Regions from separate parts of the Mus musculus genome. Here region 1 is linked to region 2. A link is a contact called in public promoter capture Hi-C data. All regions are on one chromosome and are shown on one strand. The core of a region is the stretch at or near the end of the contact, and the rest is flanking DNA. Distances in the headings are between cores, read along the strand shown.

Region 1 (6,935 bases), core at 1,460-3,959, 64 kb before region 2:
ATATCCAGGGCTTTAATTACCCACTCAGCTATGCCCAGTTGCCAAAAAAAAAGCCTTGTGGTGTGGCTTCCACTGCTGAAGAGCAGGCCTAGCCCTCTCTGTAACCCTCTTGCACCCAGATGCAGAAAGCTAAGCACCTCCTAGCCAGCTAGTCAGGTAGCAAGGGCCTGGCTGTGCCTGTATTATCAACATAGGGAAAGATACACTAGAGCATAAGGACTGGGGTCTGACACAGGTAACCCTAGCCCCATCCCCAATGTGCTAACAGCCAACACCACCTGTCTCCGGGTCTTAACACCTGAACAAAGGTGAAGGGAGTTCTGGGAAGAGCCAACCAGCCCTGACACCAGTGAGCACTGAAGAAAGTCCTTGGGATCCCAAGGGGCCCAAGATGAAAGGTCCAAAGCCAGCCTTGGAGCAAAATGCCAGGTCCCCCTCCCTCACCTGGGTCTCACAGGAGTCAAATGGTGGCTCTAGAGGGGCAATGCAGAGCAGTAGGCCAAGGCCTTTCTGGTCACAATGACTTTCTTTCGTCTTCCCTGCTCACATACGCCCTCGAGGAAGGGCCACCGGCAGAGGAAGGAGTCAGGACGGGAAGGAAACTGAGGCCGGGCGGGCAGAATGCCCAGGAGAGGCAGGGGGAGTGTCCAAAGCCAGGCGTGTAGAGAAGAAATTAGAAATAAAAATAGGCAGAGAGAAAGGGGGGTTTGTAGAAAGGACGAGGTGCAGGGATAATAGAGTGTGAAGTCAGGAGAAAATACTGAAAGCTGGTGAGGAGAGCCTGGGTGTGGTGGTACATGCCTGTAAACCTAATTCCCTGTACTCCGGATGTGGCGACAGGATATCAGACACTCAAGGCCAGCCTCGGCCTGAGCTTCATGAGACCTTGTCTCAAAAAATAACAGCAGTTTTGGGGATGAGATAGTGAACTAGGAAAATAGACTGTAGGGAAGGCCAGGGAACCCTAAGAAGCATGAGTGGTGGTGATGGGGAGGGAGGGGGCAGACTTAGCATACATTCCCCAAATAGGAGAGGATAAACCAGGCGCTTCAGAGCACCTTGGAGCGGGGAACGGAACCGGAGGGCAGCTAGGAAAAGAGGAATCCCCAGCAGCGGGAGAACAGAGTCTTGCACAGTCTGGGGACAGAGTAGACAGAGCTGGGAAGAGTAGTTGGGGTGGAGGAGTATTGGGGAGCGACGCTGGAAAGGTGCACTTCTCGGAAACCCGCAGGGTTCGTGGATCTCCCCACAGCAGAGGCTCGGCCCTCCCCAGGCCACCGGGTGGGACAAGGCAGCAGTGTTGGGTCGCCTGCTGCGGCAGCCCCGCCCGTCCGGCCCCGGGGACAAGCGGCCTTTCTTCAGCAGGGCAGAGAGAGAAAAAGTCGCTTGTTTGCACAGCAGGGAAAGGGGGCGGCCTCGCAGCTGCAGGAAGGGGGCTGGCATGTGGAGGGAGGTGCGTGCGTGCGGGGAGGTTGCGTGAGTGGAGCAGTCTTCCCGGGCGACCCTTCCCAGCGCGTGGAGTGCGTGGTGTGAAGCGGACTAAGTGTGTGAAGTCGAGGCCCATGTGAGGATTCACGTGTGCACCCGTGGGGTGACACTGGACTGTCGGTGTGACGTGTCTTGCGGGTGCGCGGAGGTGAGGCGTGGGATGCTGTGCGTGGGAGCTGTGCGGACGCCCGTGTTAGTGGCCAGTTCTGTTTGTGTGACCGCTGTGGAGTGAGCCCGAAGTGCGATGAGTCAGTCTCCGGGAGCCTCCGGGACCGCTGAGCTAACGGGCCCAGAATGCAGCCCCACCCCGGCTCACTGGGTCCCCCGCCGGGCCGCGCAGTCGCGAGCCAAATCCCCGCTGCGCTGGCCTGGGCGGAAGCGTCCGCGGCGCCAGGGCAACCCCGCGCCCCACGACCCCACCCAGCCGCCTACCCTCGCTTCCCCATCCCGGGGGAGTCCGATGACGGCGCTCGACCTCGGCTGGGGAACTCCGCGCTGTTTTTGGATCCAGACCGCGGAGGCGGAGCGGGAGCCAACGGCTCAGTCATCCCAGGTCGCCGGGGACCCTCATAGATAACGGGGGTCCTGGAAAAGTGCCCAGGAGACCCTAGACATGGAAACCCCAGGATCCCTCCCTGACTCCCTCCCACGCCTCAGAGTTGAACTCCACATCTTTTTGAGTCCATCCAGGCAGCTGGAACGAGGACAAGAGCGGAGACGCCTAGGGGATCCCCCTTCCTGTGGTCCTGCTGATGTGGAGAGGAACCATGTGCGATGCTGTAGACAAGGTCCCGCGCGCGTACCCAACCCGAGACTGCAAGTGTGGGATACTGGCCATCGGGGTGCCCACAGGAGGATCTAGATCCCGCAAGACTTGGGGGGGGGGAATTCCTCCACTTAATACCAGGGCCCCCTCTGGCGGTGGCGCTGGCAACGACTCAGGAGGGCAAGAGCAAGCAGTTCGCCGAGGGCGGCCCACAAAGCCCCTTCCGCCAACGCACTCACCTGGCATGGCCCCCTTTTTCCGCACCTTTCTACCCAGTTCGCTGGGCCAGACTGGTCTCGTCTGGTCCCGGGGACTTTCCCTTCTGTAGACTCAGCCAGACGGCGAATGGAACCCCGAGGCATAGTGGGAGGGGCACGCTTACCTTGTGGGGAGTTGGGGGGACACCGGCCCCTTTGCCCAAGTGGGCCGCGGCGGCCTCAGGCTGGCGAAGACTCTGTTGCTTTTCCCCTGGAGCCAGCTGAGTAGGAGGAGAGGGAGACTGTCCCGCCCCGCTTCCCTGAGTCCCCGCCCCCATCCCGTCCTGTCCGCCTGGCCAGCTAGAGAAGACGCCCTTGTGGTGCTGGAGCCCAAGGCCCCCACCCAGCTTTTCCCACAGCAGCACCTCCCCCGCTTGCACAGCGCCCGCTTTGTTCATCTGTACAGCTGGGCTTTCCACCACCACCACCAGGGCCACCACCGTGCAAACTCTCCTCTCACCCTCCCCTTCCGACCCTCCTAGACCACCCTCCACTCTGGGCCTCGAAGCACTTCTTTATTTACCTCCGCCTACCCAAGATGCCTGAATCGTCCCCTGACTCCCCATGAGTCCTAGCGCAGCCCTACCACAGATGCTCAATTTCCTTTCAGAACATCAACTGAGGGCACCCAGGTCAGCCCCTACCCTTTGCTGTTCCAAGCCCCACCATAGAGAGTTGTCGATTTAATAATTGCACACCATGCTTCAGAAATGAACGTGAAGGCAAGGTCCGTTGAAAGTGTGCTGTAAGCCAAATGATGGTGGTCTTTTTCCCAGCACTCGGGAGGCAGAGGCAGGTGGATCTCTGTGAGTTCGAGACCAGACTGGTCTCAGAATGAGTTCAAGGACAGCCAGGGCTACACAAGAGAAACCCTGTCTCAAAAAACAAAAACAAACAAAAAAGTGTGGTGCAAACCACAGGACCCAGGAAAGCTGAATGGAGCCGGCCTTTTTGCCTCTGTCCATTCACCTCCACTAAAGAATTGTTGGGTTGCAGCTGGAGCTGGAGGCAGGGTAGAAAGACACCAGGTTGGCTGAAGAGTGGGAGTTTGAGGAAGAAAAGAGGGAGGGGGGCAGTCTATAAGCCCAGCCTGGCGAAGTCATTCAGCAGTCCAACCCGCACCCCGAAATCCAAGCTGACAGTGTAGCCGCACCTTGCAAAGCCTGCTCTTGCCCCAGGAGACGGCTGGGAGGCCTCATGGGAGCTGAACTCAGACTAGACTGGGCCTCTTTAACCTGCACTAAAGGATTGGCAGAGGCTTTTCCTCAGTGAAGGAACAAGCAGGAAGCCCCCAAGTCTGGCTTAAGGTCCAGATGGGATGGGTTGGAGAAAATTTAAAATGAAAGTCCTCTTTGGAATGGACAAACCCAGTTCTGTTCCAGTGGCTTTTGTTCTGTGTTCTCTCTCTCTCTCTCTCTCTCTCTCTCTCTCTCTCTCTCTCAGGAATGGCAGGAGACTGAACTGCAGGAATTTGGTCACTCATTGACAGAACTAGCATTAGTAGGGGGCATCCACAGCTGGCGATTAAACCTGAGACTGTGGAGCAATGAACAAGAGGGAGGAGGAGAAGGAGTCCTACCTGCCACCTCCTCTAGCTAACAGAGGTGACAAGTGCACTGTGGTCACCAGAAAGTCCCAAGATATAAGCAGCTTCTTTTTACCTCTCTTCGTATCATTTGAGGCTCAAGGAACAATTTCAGCTCTGGCCAACCTTCCTGAGGCATATGTCAATCACAACAGTATTTTTCATGCTGCTCTAGTGTGTTGTTGTTGGTGGTGGTTTTTTGGTTTTTTTTTTTTTCTTTTTTCTTCCAGATGTTTCTTTCTAATGAATTGACCATAAGACTTACAATTTCTGCAATGGCCAACAGACCACAGAAAGATATTTCTTTAGGCTCCTGCTTGAAACCAACAGCTTCAGTAAACTGCAGCCTTGATTCAGGGCCATTTTGTTTTTGTTTTTGGTTTTTTGAACAAAAAGAGAAAGCAAAACAAAATCATCTTGTTGCAAATTTAGCATTTGGAGAGGGGTTCTGATTAGGGGGATCTCAAATTCTTCCATCTTTTTCTTAACCTCGGGTGGCTGCTGACTAACTTGGTCAGGCAATCATTAAACCCGCCAGAGGCAGGTGACGACGCTGAGGCAGGGGGCTCTAAAATAGCACCTAATTTTTTCTCAGTGTCTCACTGTCCAGCTGACACTATGATCAAGGCTCTATGAAATTTGTCCTATCTCCTGCTGTGTCCAGCCTCTGTGTTCCCACAGTTAGAGCACTCAGGGGACTAAAGACCTTCTGCCCCCACCCCTCCACCCTCATCCCACTCCACATCTGGAGCCCATCAAGAAGCCCAGTGCTCTCTCACAGTTATGCAAGAGGTCGAGCAGCTGGGAGCTCGGCTCCGAGCGCAAAGTGGGAGGAAGAGAAGAAAGCAGAGACCAACCAGCTTTCCAAGCAAGCTTCAGACTTTCCGAAATGGAAGCAGGGGGAGAGGGCAGAGGCTGGGTGTGGAAAGAAGGGTGAGTTCTTCAAAGCCTTCTGCACTTAGCTGTGGCTGTCAAGAGTGGGTTTCCACACTCCTCCTGCCTTTCCCTTGGCACACCTCCCATTTGGTCCCTCTTCTCAAATTGTGCTCCCTCTGGCTCCAGAAGAGGGTGAACGGTACTCATTTGGCCAGCAGCCGCTGTAGTCTACTCCCTCTCCCAGAAAGGATCCCTCTGGTTGTGTAATAGTTTCCTCAAGATTGAAACATTCTTTCCTGCAGGGAAGTTCCTTAAGGAAGGTAAACAACTCAAAATAGCTCCAGGAAGTCCCTGAAACTGACCAGATTCTCTAGGTCCCTCCCTGCCAGAGTAAGGAATAAAAAAGCCAAGAGTGCATCTCAGACAGGCTGAGCTTCAAACCAGACCACAACAGCTGCCTGGAAGAGGTTTAAGCCAACCGAATCATTTAGAAAAGCTGCTCTCCAGCCTGCTGAGCAGCATGCATGCTCAGTATTGGGCTACGAGTTCCCAGCTCAGTGAGCTCTCAAGCTGGGGTGGCCTTGTGATACATCCATCTTTGAGTCATTTCTACTCCTGTAATTAACCTATCACCCAAAAGTAACTACAAAAATAAAATAAAGTAACCCCAGTAAAACTCATTGGTTAACTAAACTGGACTTTGGTGGTGTGGTGGTTGCCCCAGAGAGAGGCACTATTAGGAGGGTGTGGCCTTGTTGGAAGTGTGTCACTGTGGGGGGTGGGCTTAGATACCTTCCTCCTAGCAGCCTGGAAGTCAGTTTTGTCCTGACTGATTTGGATCAAGATGTATAATTCTTGGCTCCTTCTCCAGCACTGTCTGCCTGGATGCTACGGTGTTTTCTGCCATCTTGATTAATGGACCTCTGAACCTGTGAACCAGCTCCAGTTAAATGTCCTTAATAAGAGTTGCTTGGTGGGCTGGTGAGATGGCTCAGTGGTTAAGAGCACCGACTGCTCTTCCGAAGGTCTGAAGTTCAAATCCCAGCAACCACATGGTGGCTCACAACCACCCATAATGAGATCTGACGCCCTCTTCTGGTGCGTCTGAAGACTACAGTGTACTTACATGTAATAAATAAATAAAATAAATAATTAAAAAAAAAAAAAAGAGTTGCTTGGTTACGGTGTCTCCTCACAGCAACGGAAACCCTAAGACAGGTGATAGCTTTACTTTGGTCTGTTGTGGGTTCCCTTTCTGGAGTAAGTAGACCTGTGTGTTGTGTCTCCCTAGGAAAAGTTGTGTCATACACCTCTGTGACTCCTTTGGGTCCTAAATGCCACCATTGGTGTAGGTGTGGTGGCATCAGTGATCACTCCATCCAGTTTGGTGAAAAGAGGGCTCAAAGTTTACCTTAACTGAGGTAAGCCACTATTTTATCAGTTGGTCTTACAAAATTTGCACAGTCCACACTTGTGATGCAAATCTAATACAATCAAACTGTGTGGGAAATTTGGCCAGGACTGAAGACTGGTCACCTCTGTGGCTCAGCTCCTGCCTGAGAGCAAGCACTGAGGACAGAGAGTGTAGCACATGTAGAGTGTGGCTGCGTGCTGTTTGGTATGCAGTGTTGAATACCATCCCCAGCACTGCATACACCCTTATTTGGGAAATAAAATCAGTTCTGCTTCTCTCGTTGCCTTGGATTTGCAGGGCAAACTATTTTGAGATCCTGTTCTGGTTTGTTAATACACCTGGTCAAACAGGGGACACCCAGGTGTTTCCCAGAGCTGGACTAGGATGTTTAAGGTATTTTCAACGATTTGATATTACAACACAACTTGTCATCTATAAAGATCGAACTCAAAAATCATGTGAGTTAAAAGGGTATATTTAGGGGCTGTAGAGTTGGCTCAGTGGTTAAGAGCAATGGCCAATCCTTTGTAGGACCTGGGTTTGATTCCC
Region 2 (7,127 bases), core at 3,872-6,371:
GCGGAAGGCCGAACATGGGGAACCCAGGAAGGCCCTGGGCCTTCCTCCCTTCCGGGGAATGTGCTTAAAATGCAGACACTTGTACAAAACGATGCAGAGCTACATGTCGTCCTGGGAGCCAGCCCACCGGTCACCTCTTCTTGCTCATCTTGTGCTAACATCAAAAGCTGGCACCTGCAGGCCCCAACCAATGGGGGGTCTAATGCCCAGTGAAGAAGGTCTAGGGTATGACCGATGATACCCAAGAGGAGGTGGGGACAAAAGGGTAGAAAGATATGCAGCAAAAGGGACTTATTTGTGCTTGGCCAGGTCCCTGGGCAAGGGGCTGGTTCCTGAGCAAAGGGCAGTTTGGTTGTATACATAGAGCAGGGGCTAAGTTTTCCCTGAGGGAACAAAGCTGCATAGCATAGGAAGGACATCTGAGTTGTGCAGGGACCCTCCTGTCCCCCACATAGGCATCTCTCTGCCTATGTGCACAAGGTGCAGAGGATACTAAGGTAGGACATATAATAGGCCCATCTCTTAGATGTTGGGTGACACCTGAACGCACCTGGCCAGGGTTCTGTGTGCCTGGACCAGGTTATCACATGCAGGGCCCCAAACTCAGTGAGTGCAAGGGGCTAGTTCCGACCAGGGGTCTGCCAAGGGTACCCATGCCTTGCAGGTTAGAGTGCAAAGAAATACACATGCATGACCCACAGGGTATCCTTGCCAGGCAGGCCAGATGGCAGTGACATGGTTTCTTCATGGTCACAACAGGGACAGGCAGAGGAAAGCTTGAAGGAGACACCAGGGTGGGCACTCTGGGGAGTCCACAGGCCACCTGGGCCTCATGCCTCACCATCAAGCTCAGAGCCAAATCTCATCACTGCTTACACTGGACACACGGTAGATGTAGCCCAACATCGGGAGACGGATGAAACCTGTGGGTCAGAGATGCCAGGGGATTAGGAACCCTGGTTCTCTGGAGCTTGGGGAAGTCCCTTCTGTTGGCAGCACTCAGGGGCCTTGGGTATAACAAGCACAGGGATGGGAAGAGGAGAACAGGAGATCTCTGCTCATTACCTCGGCTGGTGAGGAGGCCACCAGGCTCGGCTTCTAGAAGCTCTGGACGGCTGCTATGCTGAGCCATTGGCCGCTCTGTTGCTTTCCCTGTGGGTGACAAATGGAGTGGTGCCCAGGACAGGGTTTTGTCTAGTGGGACTTGTCTCCTCCTAAGAACCGGGGTGTCTCTTTCTTAAAAGTTCTGAGCATTCAGCACAGGCAGAGAACTGGTCTGGGTACCTCTGAGATCTGGAGTGAGGTCATTGAGCTGAAGGTTGGATGGGAGGGACATGTTCTCCCGTGGCAGGCGCACATTATTCAGTTTCAGGTTATTGGAGTCACTACGGGATAGACAAAAGCTAACATAGACCCTGGTACCAGCAGATAGGTAGTCTGCTTTGAGGCTCAAGCCAGACCTCCTAGAAATCCCAGGTTGCCAACTGTCCTTTACTTTAAAATTCAGTGATTTGTACTTTAGTTTGGCCCATCTGCCCAGCCCCAGGAAACATTACCTAGATATCAGAGAAGGACGCCGGGAGGGGCCTGAGGACAAAGAAACCATGTCACAGAGTCAGTGTGACCTCCCATCCTGGGCTCTGTCCCCTGCCCTTTCAGACTCAAGACCACTGAGCTAAGAGTCTTTCAAATACCCAGTCTTGGCCCTGGGACCCGAGATCACTTTCCAGCGCCCGTCCCTGCTTCCTGCAAGGCATGCAGTCTCGCCCATGGCCTCTCCCTGCCCACCTCTGCCTGCACCTCTGCCGCTCACCCTCCAACTTCACTGATACTCTTCTCCACCCTTGACCTCCACTGCCTCTGGCCCTACCTTTTGTTTTCTTCTCTTTCCTGCAGACCAGGCAGGCCACCAAGGTACTGAACCCCACTAGAGTGCCCAAGGCAAGTCCTCCAGCCACAACGATGCCCAGCAGTGGCACTTCTATCCGTGTGGCCAGGAGCCCTGCAGATTGTCCTCTTGTTAGTTTCCACATGAGCAATACCCTGACCCTGACATGCCACATGTCCAACTTCTCTATCCTTGCCCAGGGTGGCTGGGGATAACTCATTCACAGGATCTACCCACAGGGCAACCAGTCTTCCCTTTCCATTCCAGGACCCCTGCACCCACCTGAGGGTCTGCCATGTTAGTTGCTCACCTGGAGCTGGAAGGGAAGCGCTAGTGACACCCACGTCATTGGTGGCCACCACCGAGAGGTTGTGTGCCAAGCTCCGGAGCTGCAGCTGCACAGTGTGGTTGGTGAGCCAGGGATAGTTCTGAGCATCCAGCACCAGGAAGTCAGAGGCATTGACAGTCACTGGCCCATCCTGGTCAATCCAGGTGACATTGGCAGGTGGGTTGGCCCGCACCAGGGCAAACAGGACAACCAGAAGGCCTGGGCCCTGAGCTTCCTGGTATTTGGCTCCAACCTGGGCAATCTCTGGTTTGACTAGAGCAGAGCAGAGAATAATCTGCTTTCATTACAACCCTCTACTCTGGCCCTATCTTCCCAAATATGGATGGGAGAAAGGGTCTGAGCCTCTCTCAGAAAGAACATTAAGGAACAGGTAGCAGGGTCTGCTGGTACAGCATCAATTCACAGTGATTGAGAGTAAACAGCCAGGCTGGAGAGATGGCTCAGAGGGTAAGGAGCACTGACTGCTCTCCCGAAGGTCCTGAGTTCAATTCCCAGCAACCACATGGTGGCTCATGACCACCCGTGATGAGATCTGACGCCCTCTTCTGCTGCATCTGGAGACAGCTACAGCGTACTTACATATAATAAGTAAATAAATCTTAAAAAAAGAAAGAAAGAAAAGAAAAAGAGTAGACAGCCATGGGCTGGTGAGATGGCTCAGCAGTTAAGAACACTGACTGCTCCTGAGTTAAACTGACTGGTTCTGAGTTCAATTCCCAGTAACTACATGGTGGCTCATGACCATCTATAAAGAGATCTGATGCCCTCCTCTGGCATGCAGATGTACATGCAGACAGAACACTCCTACATTAATCTATATATCTATATCTATATATAAGGTTTTGCCAGGCAGTGATGGTACACTGTTTTGGTTTGGTTTGGTTTGGTTTTGGTTTTTCGAGACAGGGTTTCTTTGTGTAGCCCTGGCTGTCCTGAATCTCACTTTGTAGACCATGCTGGCCTCGAACTCAGAAATCCGCCTGCCTCTGCCTCCCGAGTACTGGGATTAAAGGCATGCACCACCACACCCGGCGATGGTACACATTTTTAATTCCAGTGCTGCTCAGGAGGCACAGGCAGGAGGATCTCTGTGAGTTCAAGGTCTACAAAGCTTCTAGGTTCACAAAATTTCCAGGGCAGTCAGGACTTTTATATAGAGAAACCCTGTCTTGAAAAACCAGAATAAGAAAAAAGAATAGAAAACTACTGGGGATGTGGCTCAGTGGAAGCAGAGGCAGGGGGATTTCCAGTTTGGGGCTGCTCTTGGATAAATAGTAAGACTGTCTAAAATTTTAAAACCTGGGCTGGGAATATAGCTCAGTTGGTAGAGTGCTTGCCGATCATGAGAAAGGTCCTGGGTTCGGTCCTCATACCACATACCCTATGGTCTCTGCACTGGGGAGGCAGAAGCAAGAAGATCAGAAGCTCAAAGTCACCCCTGGAAAAAGTCTCAAAGCATAAAAATAAAAAGAGTAGAGAGCCAGACAAAGGTCTAAATTTGCATCCTGGACCTACTTCTTAATTGTTGGGCAATTAAATCTCAAAATGTTGGGCAGCTGCTTAACTTGTGCCTCAATTTCTCATTTGTAAAATAGGGATGAAAATAGAAATTCTCTCATATCGTGTTTATGAATGTCCTGTTAAAGCTAAATGTGTCATGCGTATGAGTAATCTCAGCACTCTAGAGGCCGAGGCAGGGGATTGGCAAGTTTGAGTCCAGCCTAGGCAATGTAGTAAGACTGTCTCAGGGATACTTACATTGCACATTGAGGATGACAGAGGCATTGGCTGGCCGGCCACTCCCTGGGTCCTGCAGGGAGCAGTTAAGCTCATGTTGGGAGCGCTGGGCAGTAACAGTGAAAGTGCTGGTTCCTCCAGAGAAGGCGTCCCCACCCACACTCAGCAGTCGGGAGGTGGTGGCCTCCTGTAGCTGTCCATCCAGGTACCAGGCTAATCGGGGAGTGGCAGAACCTCCTGCAACCCGACAGGTGAAGGCATGGTGCTCATTCTCCCTAAGCGCTCTCTCAGCCCAGGTCTGACCATCAATTTGCGGCGCCAGCTCCCCTTGACCTGGAACACAGCAGGCAGCCGCTGGGAGGCACTTGGAGAGACCACAGTGAGGTTCAGTTACAGAGAGGCAGCAGGCCAAGAGACAGGGCAGCTGGTTTCTCTGACCAGGATCTGCATAGACTTATGGTAGGGAAGTAGGGATAGGGGAACCCAGCCCTGGAGACTGGAGTGGGTATCGTGAGAGGAGATGCAAGCAAGGAGGGTTTGGCCAAAGGATGAACTGGGGTATACCTGAACTTAAGAGGGCAGGAAGGAGCAGCAGTGTGTGCCGGAGGGTAGCTTGGCTTAGAGGCAATTCCATGGTGATCAGGGACCGGCCTCCAGGCTGCTGAGAGAAGAGTACCAGCCATGTAGGCCTAACAATTCCTGCAATAATTTACCATGCACTGATGTAGACTGGCCCACAGTGGCCAAGACACCGGCACAAATAGACACAATCAGCAAGACCCAAAGGAAGAGACCCTATGGCAACACTTCGTCTCTGTGCGGGCATAGAGGCCAGCACTGACAGTAGATGACCACAGACAGACAGACAGACAGACAGACATGCACAGGCGCCCTTCCCCTTCCCCCCCAAACGATCGTCCTTCTCTTGACCCGGTTCACTCCTCGCTGGCCTTGGCTCTCCCTCCCATATCTCGCCATGCACCGCTTTTCCAATCTCGGCTGCTCAGGTGGACTTGGGCCTAGCAAGAGAGCGTCGCGGATCCGAGGGTCGCTGGAGCATCCTGCTTTCGGGTCAGCTCACCTGGCTCCCTCCCAGAGTGAGCCCCAGCAATTGCTCAAGAAGGCTGAGCACCGCAGTCCGCTGCAAGGGCGGGGCCCGCGCCAGGCAGGACCAATCGCTGCCCGAGCAAGGGCAGGTGGCCGTTCCAGCCCCGCCCTGTCCCGCCTCCTCCCTACCCCCGCCAAGGCCTCCACCGTGAGGCTGGTTAGTAAGCAGGCGGACACAGAGCAGACGCAGTCCGAGAGTCCCGGAAGTTTTATTGGGTCCTGGTTGGGTCAGGGTCCCCCTCTCCATCATTCGGCCGGCCACGCTCAGCGCCCGTTGCTGGGCGCGCGCAGCTGCCCCATCATGTCGGCCAGCATGCGGTTGCACAGCGCGGCGTACGGGTTGAGCAGCACTAGCTGGCGCCGTGCGAACGGGCTGCCCAGTCGCGCAGCCTTCTCGAAGTCCCTGCGGGCGTCGTCGTCCCGGCCCTGAAATCTCGCCAGTAGCCCGCTCTGCACGAAGCTCTGGCGGGCGGCGCGACCCCGGCCGCCGCTCAATGTCACCGCGCGCTCCAAGTCCTCCAGGGCGCCTGCGGGCGGACAGGGAGAGGGCGGCGCAGGTCAGCCGGGTGTGGGCAACCGAGCCCCCGCCCACCTGCCGAGCAGAGCAGCCCATCCCCTCCTTCGTGCAGCAGACTTTTGAACCACGAGGGATTATTTCTAACCCGAGATGAAGGGTTGCTACAATTGGCTTGTGGGCCGCCCACGGGCAGAGCTGAGATCAAAGTCCAAGGCTCTCCTTGGCCTTGTTCCTGGTATGTCCTAACATTAATGCACCCAAACGTGAATGTTTTCTAGAGGATCTGGCCACTGTGTTAGTGAATCCATCAATTATCAAATAGTCGTAGTTCACACAAGTGGAGCCTAGCACCTACTGTGTGTTTGGTGGCCCACTTTGAACCCTAGAGTTCAAGAAATCTCATTAGCTAACAGAACTGTTTCCTCTTTTCCAATGCAGACTACGAAAGCGGCACGTTCCCCATTTTTCTCCTTCATTATCTCCACGGTCTTCATTACTCTGTATCTTATTTCATTGGAAGAAGGTCGTGGAGCCAGAGCTGGCTGCACTGTTTTATTTTCGTGATTCTCAGAGGAACGTACTTGGATTGAGTTTCAGAACTCATCCCGGAACCTCAGGCAGCCAGCTTAGGGTTTCTGTTAGGTCCACGGGCTGCTTTCTTTGGACCCTGCCTCTATTCATAGTCTCCAGTTTCCTAAAGAGGCTGCCAGGGCCCTTGCATTGCTCAGCACCATCGTGGAGAAAGGCTGAGTTTCCCTCAGAGGTCCAGGTTGGGACTGCAGACTGAGCAGCTCTGGGACCAGCTCAGTTTCCCTCTTCACAGCTAGTCTGCAGGAATCCAAGCCTCTACAAGTGGAGTTACCTCTGCATCTCCAGGCTTTCCATCTGTAGGTTGTCAACAACAACCTATGGCAGACAAGCCTCCTGTCATTAGGATGAGGTCCAAATTCTCCAGTTTAGGTTCTAGGAACACCCCACCAGCTAGTCTTACCTATGGCCTGGTCTCCAACTCCTAGTCCTATTCCCTCTATCCTATGATCCCCATTCCAGCTACAGAAACTGAATACACCAGGTTTGATCCAGATACCTTCCCTGCCCAGGCCAAATCCCTGAGTGACAACCACCTTCTCATCTGACACTTGTAGTTTGTCACTCCTGGATCTCGGTCCACCTCCGCAGGGCTCAGCTTTCCACCCATCCCTGGGGCCCGCTCCACCCTGGAGAGTGCAAGCTTCCCAGACGGATGGATGCATTCTCTCTAGGCCCCTGGCGTCTGAATTGACACATTGCTCATCTTTCAGAACTTGCCCTTCAGGAACAGGTCCCCATGCCGCTTCCTCTCAGATTTGCCTGCTGTTACCTAATGATGAGCCCCCTGGAGAGTAGTCTCATGGTTTTTAGAGCCCTGCCACCTGGGTTCCTATTCTAGCTCAGCCACTTCTTGGCTGGAGGATGACGAGGAAGCTACTCAACCTCTGTATTCTTCCTTTTCTTCGACTTTATGATGAAATGACAATACATACCCTCTG

The links. Capture Hi-C pulls out chosen DNA fragments and counts their contacts.
Region 1: a contact with region 2 is called in a promoter capture Hi-C map of adipose tissue. The contact joins the promoter of Phldb1 here to the promoter of Tmem25 in region 2. A contact is called at or near these places in 6 of 39 promoter capture datasets (embryonic stem cells, hippocampal neurons, liver and 3 more), 1 of 15 datasets of contacts at CTCF or cohesin (CD8 T cells), 8 of 484 Hi-C or Micro-C datasets (CD4 T cells, bone marrow, embryonic stem cells and 4 more), 6 of 115 datasets of contacts at active chromatin or transcription factors (the SCID.adh cell line, bone marrow-derived macrophages, effector CD8 T cells and 2 more) and 4 of 9 other capture datasets (adipose tissue, embryonic stem cells, liver and 1 more).

Annotation. Positions count from the first base shown.
Region 1 is chr9:44,732,489-44,739,423 of GRCm38.p6, forward strand. Phldb1 (pleckstrin homology like domain, family B, member 1) reads right to left here and starts at 2,710. Exons shown (of 22, transcript NM_153537.4): 1 at 2,637-2,710. Gm24166 (a small nucleolar RNA gene) reads right to left here and starts at 4,459; the gene lies at 4,325-4,459.
Region 2 is chr9:44,794,126-44,801,252 of GRCm38.p6, forward strand. It overlaps Tmem25 (transmembrane protein 25), which reads right to left and starts at 5,122. Exons shown (of 8, transcript NM_001357385.1): 1 at 4,539-5,122; 2 at 3,996-4,307; 3 at 2,199-2,489; 4 at 1,871-2,002; 5 at 1,557-1,587; 6 at 1,285-1,385; 7 at 1,066-1,152; 8 at 1-923. The coding sequence starts at 4,608. The coding sequence ends at 850. Ttc36 (tetratricopeptide repeat domain 36) reads right to left here. Exons shown (of 3, transcript NM_138951.1): 3 at 5,275-5,608. The coding sequence ends at 5,346.